Linked DNA regions of Capsicum annuum: region 1 is linked to region 2. The links are chromatin contacts, called in public Hi-C maps. All regions are on one chromosome and are shown on one strand. The core of a region is the stretch at or near the end of the contact, and the rest is flanking DNA. Distances in the headings are between cores, read along the strand shown. Region 1 has its middle 12 kb from the start of LOC124888030. Region 2 holds the start of LOC107845892.

The links. A called contact is a pair of places that touch in the nucleus more often than the background predicts.
Region 1: a contact with region 2 is called in a Hi-C map of bud, with 2.5 times the contacts expected there. The contact joins the enhancer-like site here to the promoter of LOC107845892 in region 2. A contact is called at or near these places in 2 of 5 Hi-C or Micro-C datasets (bud and placenta).

The regions. Positions count from the first base shown.
Region 1 is chr10:133,299,233-133,305,611 of UCD10Xv1.1, reverse strand. No RefSeq gene overlaps it. Among protein-coding and RNA genes, the nearest start is that of LOC124888030, 12 kb to the left of the region's middle. Within about 2 kb of position 3,046, at least 2 of the 5 cell types and tissues checked have an H3K27ac peak or open chromatin away from gene starts, as enhancers often do. A contact at or near this core is called in bud, where this site is marked.
Region 2 is chr10:133,258,618-133,265,660 of UCD10Xv1.1, reverse strand. It overlaps LOC107845892, which reads right to left and starts at 5,792. Exons shown (of 6, transcript XM_047398158.1): 1 at 5,701-5,792; 2 at 3,063-3,171; 3 at 2,689-2,756; 4 at 2,462-2,602; 5 at 2,191-2,318; 6 at 1-247. The coding sequence starts at 5,735. The coding sequence ends at 93.

The sequences.
Region 1 (6,379 bases), core at 1,797-4,296, 43 kb before region 2:
TTCATTTCACAATTATTTTTTTTCCTACAAATTCAATATGCAAAGAAGAAAATTTAAGTTTTAATATTAACTAAAAAGTAATTTTTAATAATATTTTAAAATCTAAATAGGTGAATAAACGTATAGCTTCAAATCGAACCATCTAAATTAGTGAAAGGTTGACAATTATAGAGAGAGATATCATAAGCTTATACATCAATTTTTGGAGGTTATAAATATGAAAGGTTACGCTGACAATTATGATTATTATTAAAAACAAAACTAATAAAGATAATTAAAGGGGGAAGTTAAGAGTTTTAGTGAAAGATTGTCAATTATTTATAGAGAGAAGTATTATAAATTTATATATCAATTTTGAAGGTTATAAACATGAAAGGTTACATTGACAGTTGACTGCTCCAATATATGTTGCCTTATCTATGTTACGATAAATGTTAATAATTCTTTTTGCAGCCTCTTTAAATTCCTAAAAAAAAAAAAATTCTCACGTTCCTAATTTAAAGTCAAGCTAATGTTTACCACCCCTTTTATAATTTTTAAAGTAATTTAGTTAATATATTATATTAAAAAATTGGAAGAAAAACTCACAAAAAAAATTATATATGATAACCAATTTCTTGATTGAATAAATAAAAGGAAATAAAAAGAACAAAGAAAGAAAAAGGGGTGATTAAGGAAATAATATAATTATCATTAATAACATTAATGATGGTTCTTGATTTAAGGTGAAATTCATGTCTTTTAAAATTAGAAAAAATCTCAAAAAAATCACAAAATAAATAAATAGTATTTCAGGCCTTAGAAATAGAAAATAGAGAAAAATTTATGAAAAGTGATATAATTTTGTTAATGACCAAGTAAAAAATCAACTCATTATTTATTAAGTATATATTAAATAAAAGATTTTAATTACCTCAAGGCTTATTTACACATTCAATTTGTAAATTAATTACTTTACAAACTCTACATCTTATAACTTAGTATAAAAATGCTAATAATGTCAACCACAAGGGTTACTGTGGTGGTTTAGCACCTCACCCCTTAAGCAAGAGGTTGGGGGTTCGATCTCCCCACCTGGTGAATGAAAAAAACTCTGTGGCAAATTTTCTATCGCTTAGTGCTCTGACAGTAGGAACAGAGGATTAGTCTCATAAGCAAGAGGTTGGGGGTTCGATCCCCACCTGGTGAATGGAAAAAACTCTGTGGCAAATTTTCTATCGCTTAGTGCTCTGTAGGAACAGGTGGGAATACCTTGGAAAACACACAAAAAAAAAAAAATGCTCCAATAAGTGTTGCCTTATTTATGTTATGATAAATGCTAATAATTATTTTTGCAGCCTCTTTAAATTCCTAAAACAAAAATTCACAATTTAAAGTCAAGCTAATAATGGTTATCATTCCTTTTACAATTTTTAAAGTAATTTAGTTAATATGTTATATAAAAAAGTTGCAAAAAAAACTCACAAAAAAAAAATTATATTATATGATAACTAATTTCTTGATTGAATAAATAAAAAATAAATAAAAAGAACAAAGAAAGGAAAAGGGTGATTAAGGACCTGATATAATTATCATTAATAGCATTAATGATGGTTCTTGATTTAAGGTTAAATTAATGTCTTTTAAAAAAACACAAAATAGATAAATAGGATTATAGGCCGTAAAAATAGAAACAATTTCATACTTTTTCCATATAAAACTTGCAAATTAATCTCATAAAACCAACCAAAAGATAGAACGTGAATACTGTCTCAGCATGTTTAAATGGACAGGAATATTTACCACATCCATCAGCAACTTCATCTCTGCTTTTGCCAACTGGGAACCTACTTTTCTAAGTCCAACCTTTAGTTCATCATATGTTATTTTTCCATCACCATGACAGTCCATCAATGCAAATATCTCTCTAATTACTTCAATCTCTTCAAGTTTCACCATCTACTTTGGTCGTTGACAGTTGAATTCCTTCCAGCACTATGTTAATTTTTGAATAAAATGAGAAAGAGGGAAATTTTTCAAGAAAAAAATAGTAGAAAAAGTCCCCCAAAAATGAGGAAAAAAAGATAAATAGAATTCTAGATTTTAGAGAACGTCACATCAGCGATCTTATAACTTAAGTCACACATTCGATAAATTTCTGTATTAGATAGCAAGTACTTTTGTCCCACTTATTCATTGAACCCATCTCTCTATTTTACAACTAGAATACATACTTCAACTTGAATAAGGTGAAAATTTATCAGTACCTCACAAAAGCATATAAGACTTGGATTGTAATATCTTGAAGAGGTTTACAGGTACTGACGGCAGCTTGCTCCTGAATCATGGATAGGGCAACCAGTAAAGGCCTTGAGGACTGCAATTACTTGGAATGGAGTAACATACACAAACACAGCCCAGATCAATGCAAGGATTATAAATATAGCAGTAGCCCTTGGATCCCGCCAGCTTAGTATGGCAAGAGCCCTTTTACCTTGTGTTGCCAAATCTCCAACTACAGTTTGCACCCTACCAACCACGCTCCTCAGCCGATCATACCTCATTCTAACGACGTCTATTGGCAGGAAAGGTGGGAATATATCAAATTCTTCATCCAGTTCATCTGGGTGAGCATTTTCAGTTTGCAAAAGATGAGCATCCATGTGGGGTGGAACTATAGGTATAAAGGATTTATGAGAATGTGTTTGGTTCCATGACCTTTCAACTCTCAAAAACGGTAATGAAAGAATTAATGTGTAATTAATTTTTCACATAAATGAATAAAATAAGAAAGAGCAAAATTTTTTAAGGAAAAAATAGTAGAAAAAGTCCAAATACTTGTGGTTTTGAGCATTTCAGTATCTCCATACTAGCTATATCTGCAGAAGGACAATATTAGTAGGGTACACTCACAAGGAAGATGAGTTGAAGACTTTAAGCTTATGTAGTGAAGTTAATCAATCCCAGTAGACATAATCTCTCAACAAAGCCCAAAAAGATGAAACATGCCTCATTCACTAAATAGCACGGCTGAAACAAAGAAAGATTAATGAGGAGCGGAGAAATGATGAAAAGACGATAGAGAATAAGAATAGAAAGAGGAATATTCTTCTGCAAGCTGATAATACATCAAGCAAGAGACAACAAAGGAGCCACGTTGATGATTCAAAGCAGAAGAAAGATAAATTGAAGACTCCATAGTGGTGATATTTCTTAGATGTTCTAGGGCAGGAGATGAAGAGTGTTAGGTGGAATGGATTTGGAAATCCTAGGATAAAGGGTATATGTAATAAAATAGGTGGGCTGCATTTGGTCTTTTTGTTGTTTTTGGTGTTGGTTTTCGGATTTGTGTCGATCGAGTCATGTATTGATTTTTCGTTTGATTAATTAATAAAACCCCAAAAGTTTGATTAGACAAAAAAAAAGATGATTGATAATTAGTAGGGGTACTGTATTATTATTACCCTTTTATTTGTTGTTTTGTAAAGGGTGTGTCAAGTTAAATATGTACGAGTAAAGACGAATGTGTATTAGTTTATTGAATCAAAATAGAATTGATTAACATTTTTGCTTTTTTTCTTAAAATTAATGGGTAAATTAGTGAAAAGTATTTTTTATTGTTATGAGGAAGTTGCTTGGGTGATAAACACCTCTCACTTTCAATTATGGAATTGTGAATTCGAGTCATCAAGAGAGCAAAAGAGCGAGCTCCTAGAAAGGGGTTCAAGAATTTTTTTATTTATTTATAATTTTTTTAAATAGCACATAAAAGTAAAATGTGACATCAATCTTTTATTGGGGTAAAAAAATATTATTCTAATTCTTTTGGTCGGTATATTAACAATTTTACTGATTTTTTTTATTCAAAAAAGTCTGTCTTAATTAAAGAGATTATATTTTTCAAATTACCTGCTCTGTTGCACACTTACTCCAAGGAGTTTCCTGCAATTAAATGTTAAGTAACCTAAGACTATAAGTATAATTTTTTATTAAAAATAGATTGGGGTAGGGGAAAGGGAAATAGGGGAGAAAATTATATAAATTAGAGAATTAAACCTTTATCAATAAGGTGAAAAATTAGATAGTCAGTCAACCGCGGCTATTAAGATTTTTGATTACCATAAATTTATTGAAATTAAGTATTTTTTTGGTAAATTTATACCACTAAACAAAGTGTCTAGTTATCTTTAACTAATAATAAAATAAAAACCTCAATATAAATAATTACAAAATAAAAATCTCAATGTAAATAATTACAAATAAAAAGGATTAGACCTTACTTTACCAAGTCTAATGTATTGAAATTTTTGGGGTCAAGTCATATATATCGCATCTAATTTTTGTTTTTTTCGTTTTTAATTGATATTATTCACCTCAGAAATAAAAGGGATCAACTACTGAAAGAAATTAGAAAAGATCCAGTGAAGCACTGGTAGAATAATTGTTGATTTCATAAATGACAAACGTGTAGGACTTGGTCTTTGTTTGAACTTTCCTGTACTTCATAATCATTAGCCTAATTAATCAAAATTCGTGTCATGCATTAATTAAAGAGGAAAGCATGGTCCTATTAAAATGTTTCTTCATTCTAGACTAGAATCTGAAAATTTTAATGAAGATAAGGGGATAACAATCATTTCATAATATTTTTTGATAACAATTGCTTTTTTAACTACACATTCTTATATTTGTATATAGAAGTGTTTTAAAAGGTGGGAGAGTGAAGCGAGACATTTCACGTAGCATGGGGCAAGACATAAGTCCAGAGATATGAAATGTAAGTTCCACGAATCTCACGGGGCATAGCTCCTATAAATTTTTAATTCTATAATTAATAAAATAAGATTTAAAATAAAATTTTTAAAGAAAACTAATATATATAAAAATTATTATAATTATTATATGAGTAAGTTAATAAAACAAAAGTATGATATAATACATGCGATACACCTTAATGATAATGTTAGAGTTGTAAAGTCACATCTAAAAAAAAAAAAATATAGCAAGAAGCGAGATCATGTAATAAAAATGTTGTTGTTTGAACCAACTCAACATCAACTTTAGAATACTTAAAAACATGAAGAAAAAACTCTATCAACTATTAAATAGTAAAAGAGAATTTACTGCAACAAAAATATATGGTCTGAGATTAAAAAGTACAATCATTTAGAGATCATCTAGCACTCATTTTGCCCAAAAGAAACACAACTACTAATATACTATAATATTTCTTGTTAATTTTCAATTTTATTTCTAATGTCAAGAGCCTCCATAAACTTGAGCACAACTTCATTGCCATTTTTCTTTGAAACCATAGAAATTGCTCTCCTTGACGTCTTGCCTGCAATAACATATTTCATATCAAGAAATAAGACAACAAAAAAGATTTTATACTTGAACAAAAAGTAAATATCAAACACTCAAATATCTATTGTACATCCGCCTGTTTGGATTGACTTTTAATAAGTAGCTTATAAGCAAAAAGCTAAAAGTCATGAGTTGGTATTACCCTACTTTTGGCTTTTGGCTTATGAACACTTTTTTGGCTTAAAATTAAGTGCTTAAAAGCACTTTTTTTTACTTTGCCAAAAACTATCAAAATTGAAAAAGTGCTTAAAAGCTAAAAGCACCTAAAAATAAGTCAATTCAAACACCCACTAATAAGTTCTACAAGTTCAAATTGTTTACGCAATTGAATTCTCTCTCACTTTTCTAATTTGATATGAGGTATACCTAGAAGTTTCATTCACACATAATTTGCATACACTTAAAGCTACTCCCTCCATCTCATTTTACTTGTTCTAAATTAATTTGACACGTTGATTAAAAAAATATTTAATAACATGACAATTTTACCATAGTACCCCTATTAAATGATGTTTATATTTTAATTTGAAGAAAAGGTAATTAATGCAAAGGGTAAAACATGAAAAAAAATTTATCTCTTCTTGATTTATAAAAAATGATAGGTAAAATGAGACGGAGGGAGTATGTCAAAAGGGCAGAGTTATGTAACAGATCTACTTTTCCAAAAGTACCAAAATTTCCAAATGAGCCCAAGAAAATCTAGAATCAATTAAAAAGATTATACAAAAATAACCAAAAGTATAGCTAAAAGTTGTGGCAAAAGAACCTAATTATCAAACAAGCATTCATTTTTCAAACAAAAACATACTCCAAAATAGTTTAGTAAGAGATTAGAGTCAAGGGGTCATCTAAAAATAACCTGGTGTAAGTTATATAGCTACATGATGTGGAAAAACAACATTTATCAAACAAGCACTAAAATTTTCAACGAAGTAACAAATTATCAAAATGGTTCAACAGAAGATTCAATATCAATAGGACATCTGAAAAAATAAATTGATTGTGTTATACATCTAAAAGTTGTGGCAAGACC
Region 2 (7,043 bases), core at 4,543-7,042:
AAAAATTTGTACCAAGTTCCACACAAAACCAAATATATACAAACGTATATCAAAATATTTCAAAAATTCTTCATCATTCACTTCAATATAGATCAAACTGAGTTGTGGCGCCCACCATTCAACCACACAATACCAAATATATATAAACGTATATCAAAATATTTCAAAAATTCTTCATCATTCACTTCAATATAGATCAAATTGAGTTGTGGCACCCACCATTCAAATTTGATCACCCGCATTGATCCTACACATTCAAAATGAAACAAAGTAAGTAAAATTATGCTCAACAAATATACAAACATTTTTTCAATCTTGAATGAGAGAAGTATGTGAATCCAAAGTTCTTTAATTCATTCCAACAGACTTCCATTTCCAAGAAGAAGAAATTGAGTCAAAAGAACTACTTTGTGGGCCAATTAATGTGCAAGCAATAACTGAAGTTTGATGTACTAATTAATAGGATTATTAAACCAAAGAAGTTCACTTTCTTTTTCTGAAGTGAACTAATTTGCGAACCAACTGGCGTGCTAAAGGGTGGCATTTCTAATCTTTGCACAGTGACCTGGTTAGTGCATCTGTATCTGCTTTCAGAGTAATGAATATGACAATACTCAAGGATCAACCTTCACTACCCTTAGCTGCTACTGGCAGTGAACTGAATCCGCTCTTTTGCTTTCCAAATACGCATCTGCTGTCTTGTACAGAAGGGTAATGTTTGAGAAATTATGTGAAGCAGCAGGGATTGAAGTATTGGTTTGCATTATCATGGAGGGGGTAATATATGAAAAATTCGTTGAAGAACGTGGGACTGAAGTATTACTTTCTTTGCTAGAAGTTGTTCTGTTTTGGAAGTATGGAAAAGTCATTCCAATCTGAATCACATATTTAATTTTGACCATTGAGGTGAGTGCTTCTAGTTGGCATCAAGTTGTGCAGCTGGCAATGAGTGCATTCTAACTTCTGTGGTAGCTGTAACATGACAAGTAACTAAAAGTCTCTATCTTGTTTAATATGAACAATTCATATAAAAAATTAGAATCATGATCGACTTTAATCCCAGGGAGGGGGCGGAGAGGTTTGAAAAAATCTCAGAATGCATCTCTGATGTTCAGTGAGGAATAATGATGAAATGGTTGCATCTCTGGGTTAGGAACTGGGAAGGTTGATTTTGTCGTGGACAGATGTATGAAAAGATATTTTCCCATCATACAAGTCCTCCTTAAACCATTTCTGAGGTTCCATTAGCTATGCTATAGGATGCAGGAGGGTAGGGAATAGTATATTTTTGGAGGAAAGTAGCACCCCCGCCCAACCACCCGCACACACCAAAAAAAAAAGAAAAAAATCAAGGAGGACAACAGCTTTTCCCACTTCGCTTCTTTGGTGACTTGAAATCCCAACCATATGGTTGGAGGATAGGGCCCTTCACACTATTATCCCTTCCTTGACTTAAAAAAAATATGTTACTAGTGTTAGCCTATATTAATCTAAAATGTAATATAATGTCAGTGAGTGCACAAAGATTAGCAATTTCATAGTCTGGTTAACAAACATTTGTCCAATTTTACAAGAAACAAAGAAATTCTAGATGACAATAAAGACCTTTTTTCCTTCTTGGTCAGCCAAGTTCTAAAGCATTGTGCCTGATTTATCCCATTACTGTATATATTTCACCAATAAAGAACTTTTTTCCTTCTTGGTCAGCCAAGTTCTAAAGCATTGTGCCTTATTTATCCCATTACTGTACATTTCACTAGTAAACACTCTTGACAAAATTACTGTTTTCAGCCATTTCAGCAATTTTTTATATGCTGCTATCATCAAGAGATGATGACTAGGTGCCTGCTTAGATTGCGTAGAACATTGGACAGAAGTTCAGAGATCATCATCACATTGTTTAGTACACCTACCATAACCCATCCCTCCAACAACTGCCACAATTTTCTGGGATGAACAAGTAATAAAAAACCATATGATTCTATGCATAGGGAAAAGAAGAGGCGTGCAACAGATTAGTGAAGTAATTCAGGTGTAACACAACAATTTAAATAGCTACAATCTCAGGATGCAGATTCACAATACCGGCTTAGAAAAAAAGAACCTAGAACTATCAGGTTTCCTAGCGCCAGAAAATAACAGCCAATTTGACACTAAAAATTTTCTTTTCCTAGTAATGTTCACTCTTACCAGCATGCATACATATGCTTAGAAAGTTTGACATAGCATTCTCCCATAAAAAGAGTGAGGAAAGAGGACATATCGGGAAATTCCTCGCAAAATATAACAAGTTCTCCAGTGATATAAATCCACCACCCCTGCAGAATCAATCAAACAACTTAAAACCAAGACAAGATTGCAATAGACAGAATGAGAAATTAATCAGGAAGATGTTAATAAACCTGAGAATACTCCTTTTTTTCCTTCTTTTCAATTTTGGGAAAGTGAGATGCTGATGTACCTAAAGTCAGTAGATGGATCTTTTCCTTGCCAGCCCATTTCCTTCCACTGTTCAGATATCAAACCATAAAGTTTTTCCTCAGGAAAGGCAACTTTCCACAAAGCTTTTAAAGCTTCCTTTAGGTCAAAAACAAAGAGAAATCTTGAGGAACAAAGAATGTCATAAGCAATCTGAATGAAATGTCAAAGCCTTAAATATATTACTAAGATGTCTTGCACAGAAGATACCGATGCTCAGGGATGGAACTATCATATGCAACATCTATACGGTTTTGTAGCCTTAGCAAACATTCCTCCTGAGATTCACAAAGTATAGAAAAAACATCATTAGCAACTAATACGTATAAGCCATTCCATACTTCATGAGCAATCTCATTAAAGTGGAAAGCCAGAAAATTTAAACAAATCACTTGTGCCTAAGACATGGCACAATTAGATACAAATATCACAACATATCCAGATGCAGATGAGCAGGTTTGTCCAACTCAACAAGAAAAGTAAGAACAAAATTGAAAAAGACAAACTAGTACTGCTACTTCACACATTCTCAGTATTCAGAAAGCAGGAAATATAACTTCATATAACCTCCACAAACATATTACCTGGGATGGAGTTAAATCAAACGATGGACGAGCATCACTCTCTCTCCTTTGAGCACAAACACATGAAAGGCCTCTGCCAAGCCATGCTGCTGATCCTGCCACAACCTCGCTGTAACAAAATAAAATAATTGGCAAAAGAAAATGGAAATCCTAGACTTTCCACTAATGAAATGTTTCTATTATAAGTGAGACTGGAATGCAGATGTCAGATTAAAAAGCGCTTTTTTCTAGAAACGCGTTCACATCTGATTAAAAAAAATGGTCATTTTCAGGTATAATATTGTGACACACTAAACACTGCGACAGTTGAGCAATGATAAATAAGCTCAATTACATTATCAGGAAACTATAATACAGATAAACTACAACACATGGCATGAAAATGGAAATAAACATAAAATGTGTTCTTATGATACCTAAACATCATGGACTGTAGTAATACACCAGAAATTATGAAGGCTACTTCCTGCTTTATTTAGTAGTTTAGTGACTACGTAAGTATTGTTATGCTGATCTGATTTGGTCAACAATCATGATAGAATTAGGAAGAAATGCAATGCTATATAGATAAAATCAAGGCCAGTTAGCAGACTTTTTCCTGCAAATATACGGTGCAACTAATATTTTCAAATGTTTGGCTCCAGAAAAGGTGAAAAACAAACTATATCAAATCACTTCATGTTACCCAAAATGTGGATCTATAGAAAAGAGCTTACTCACAGTTGTATCAACTAGCTTCAAGGGTGTAGCTAGAGTTTGGTATACAGCTTTTATATGACCAAAAAGTTCTAACTTTTTATGTTTTGACAGAAGAGAAAGTTCTAATATCAAACAACAAATAGAGCTGAAGTTCAGCAGATGAATGATGAATTATAGTACTAGACATCATTCTCCAACAAGAAGGCAAACACTAAAAGCAGAACAGATTAACCGAGAATTCTAAGCACGATGAATCAAAATAATTGTAAGTATAACACAACAAGAAAAGTGGACCATCCTCTGTTAAGCCTCTGTTTAGCTTCATTAAAGATAAAAGATGTATCCAGTACCATCACCAAAAAATTAATATGAATGATGTTACTGTTAACTGTACTAATATGTCCTAGTTCTCTATCCATAATGAGAATATGCTGGATAGATTCAGTCAATTAAAAGACACACTTCCTGCCATTCCTATGGAAAAACTCTATAGTAGATAAACCTAAAAGCACAAAACATGAATAGCAGTGAGATCTACAGCCATGTGACATCAGTAAATGGCTTTTTTTGGCAAAGAATATATCTACAGAATATCACAATGTGTAGCACAAGCGACTGCTATTTCTTTTTTATTTTTTCTTCCTCTTTTGTTCATGTGAGACACTATCTGCACAGGAAAATCTATGTAAATACATTCTTCATAGATCTATTGAGAAGAAGGCTAAATAGAGACGTGACATGACCCTCAGTGAAACATCTAGTTCACTTTACTCTAACAATAGGGAGCGGAAGAACATTAACCGAAGTCAAAATGTTATACCACTGCAAGCGCAGTCCTTCCTAACTCCTGTAGCAACAACCATCAACCATAACTGAGCCAATCCAAATCCATTTTACCCAAATTAGCTTACTGCAGATCAATTACAAAACAAAGTAAGCCATCCTCCACTACCATGTAATTGTTGTAAAACCTACACAAACTGAATACAACCAAATTCTGAAGGAATTTTGCCCTTAAGGTAACCCAGACATGTTCAAAAATGCTCTGGAACATTTTCATCTACAGAAAACTTCAGTACTGGTGAATCACAAATCAACTCAACGAGACCAATTTTTTCCCAAACAAATGCACGAATTTTTTACTATCCAAAAGGTAGGTAGGTCGGTAAGTTACCGAAAGTTCAAGGAAAGAAAAGGAAGCGGCGGATGAAAACTCACCACACTTTTCAATGCAATTAGGCATGAATGCACCTAATTTTTCAATTCACAAATCCAAAATCTCAATAAAATTTACTCCTGAAAGTTCGTCCATGTTGACCACCTTTGACTTGCATCTTCTTAATGCCTTTAATGATAAACTTATTAACTCATCAAACAAAAAAAATAGTCCACTGTAATAGAAGAATGTGAACATGTTTCATCAGGAAACTATTGGCTTCCGAAATTGGAGCCCTGCGTATTTTCTTTAGAGGAGGGGTTTCGTCTTCAGCATCTCCATTCTGTTGATGCTCCTGGTTCTGCTCGTGAGATTGATTTCCAGGAGTTTCTCCCGACTCACTTATTGCAGATTGAGTTTGATCCATGCCACTTACCTCACCATTCTTGTCCCAAAAATTAAGCTTTCTATGAATAGAACCAAGCATAAGATCCCCAAATTGCAGCTCATCTAAGTTCTACAGAATAGCATTTTGAGTACTCATCCACACAATTGCCTCTCAACAAAGATTTCTGCAACAACTCACTTCCTAAAAGAAAACAGAAATAACATAAACAACCAGCTACCAAGTCCACAAGATACACATTACTTTAACAAAATAAAACTGCTCAGACATATCATGCATTAATTCCTGATCATATATTCCTCGTTTCAATTTCTGAACTAAAACTACATCAGGGGTTGTATTCGGGGACTAACTTATTATCCCCGTAAATGTAATACCTTACCGTACTCAACATCCCTGTCCTCAACCCCATAGCTCCATAGATCACCTGTGTTATGTTTCAATAAATTTTGAAACAAATTATTTTTAAAAGTTATATTTCAATTAGTATTGAAACAAATGTATCACTTATAAAGTTTTGAGTTAATTTGACAAATTAATTATTCATTAAGTTTTATGTTATAGGTTTTTGACAGAATGAAATTTTTTATTTTAAAATATACATGAACCTATTAACTATTACTTAATTAATATACTTTTCATGCACGAAACTTTCATTCTATAAATATTATTTTCTTTGATTTGAAAAGACAAGCACTTAAAACTACTTCCCCTTGGAAAACACTTGAGAGAATCACCAATTCAAGAATAGAAGAGCAACATTCTTGAATGCTGCTTATTTTGTGGCTTAGTTGAATCCCGAAGATAGAGTTGTCACTTGTTCTTCCGTTTGCTCGTGGGAGAGACTCCAACTATCTTTAAAAAACGTATTATTATGCCTCTAAGCCAAACAAGTTTTATTTTAAATTTCTTGTACAATTATCATTATTATTTTAACAATTTGAAGATAGTTGTTTCTATGGCTTCTACATCAATATCAAATAGTATTCCATCTTTGCCTAATCCTAATTTTGAAATATTTGATGGCAAATACTTTTCTAGATGGCATGGATAGATGGAATTTTTTTTAAAATGATTAAAGTTGGCATATGATCTTGAAGAACCTTGTCCTAATTCTCCTGGTTCTGAGGTAGCATCTGACGAGGCTACTTTGATTAAAGAAAAAATTGCCAAATGACAATATGATGATTATTTGTGCAAGAATTATATTCTTGGGGGAATATCTAACAAATATTATGATCAATATTATGTTAAATGCAAATATGCTAAAGAGATATGGAACACTCTTCAAGTTATTTATTTAGCCGAAGAGGCGAGTTCTAAGAAATTTCTCGTTTCAAATTATATGGAGTTCAAAATGGTTGATGACAAGTCAATCACTGAACAAGTACAAGATTCCAACTTATAGCTAATAAAATAGCTATATCTGGAATTGCTCTTGATGAAAACTTTCATGTTGGTGCTATTGTATCAAAACTTCCCCCATCTTGAAAAGAGTACCGAAGCAAACTCTTACACAAAAAGGAAGATTTGACTCTTGAACAATTGTTGCAGCACTTACAAATTAAACAAGAGACACGATGGCGCGATAATAATAATTTGAAGGAACCTGTCATGAAAGCTCATATGGTTGAAGAAAAATCAAACAAGAAGGAACCTGAAAATAAGAATTTTTCAAAGGCAAAGAAGACTACAAATTTCAAGCATAATGGTGTCAATT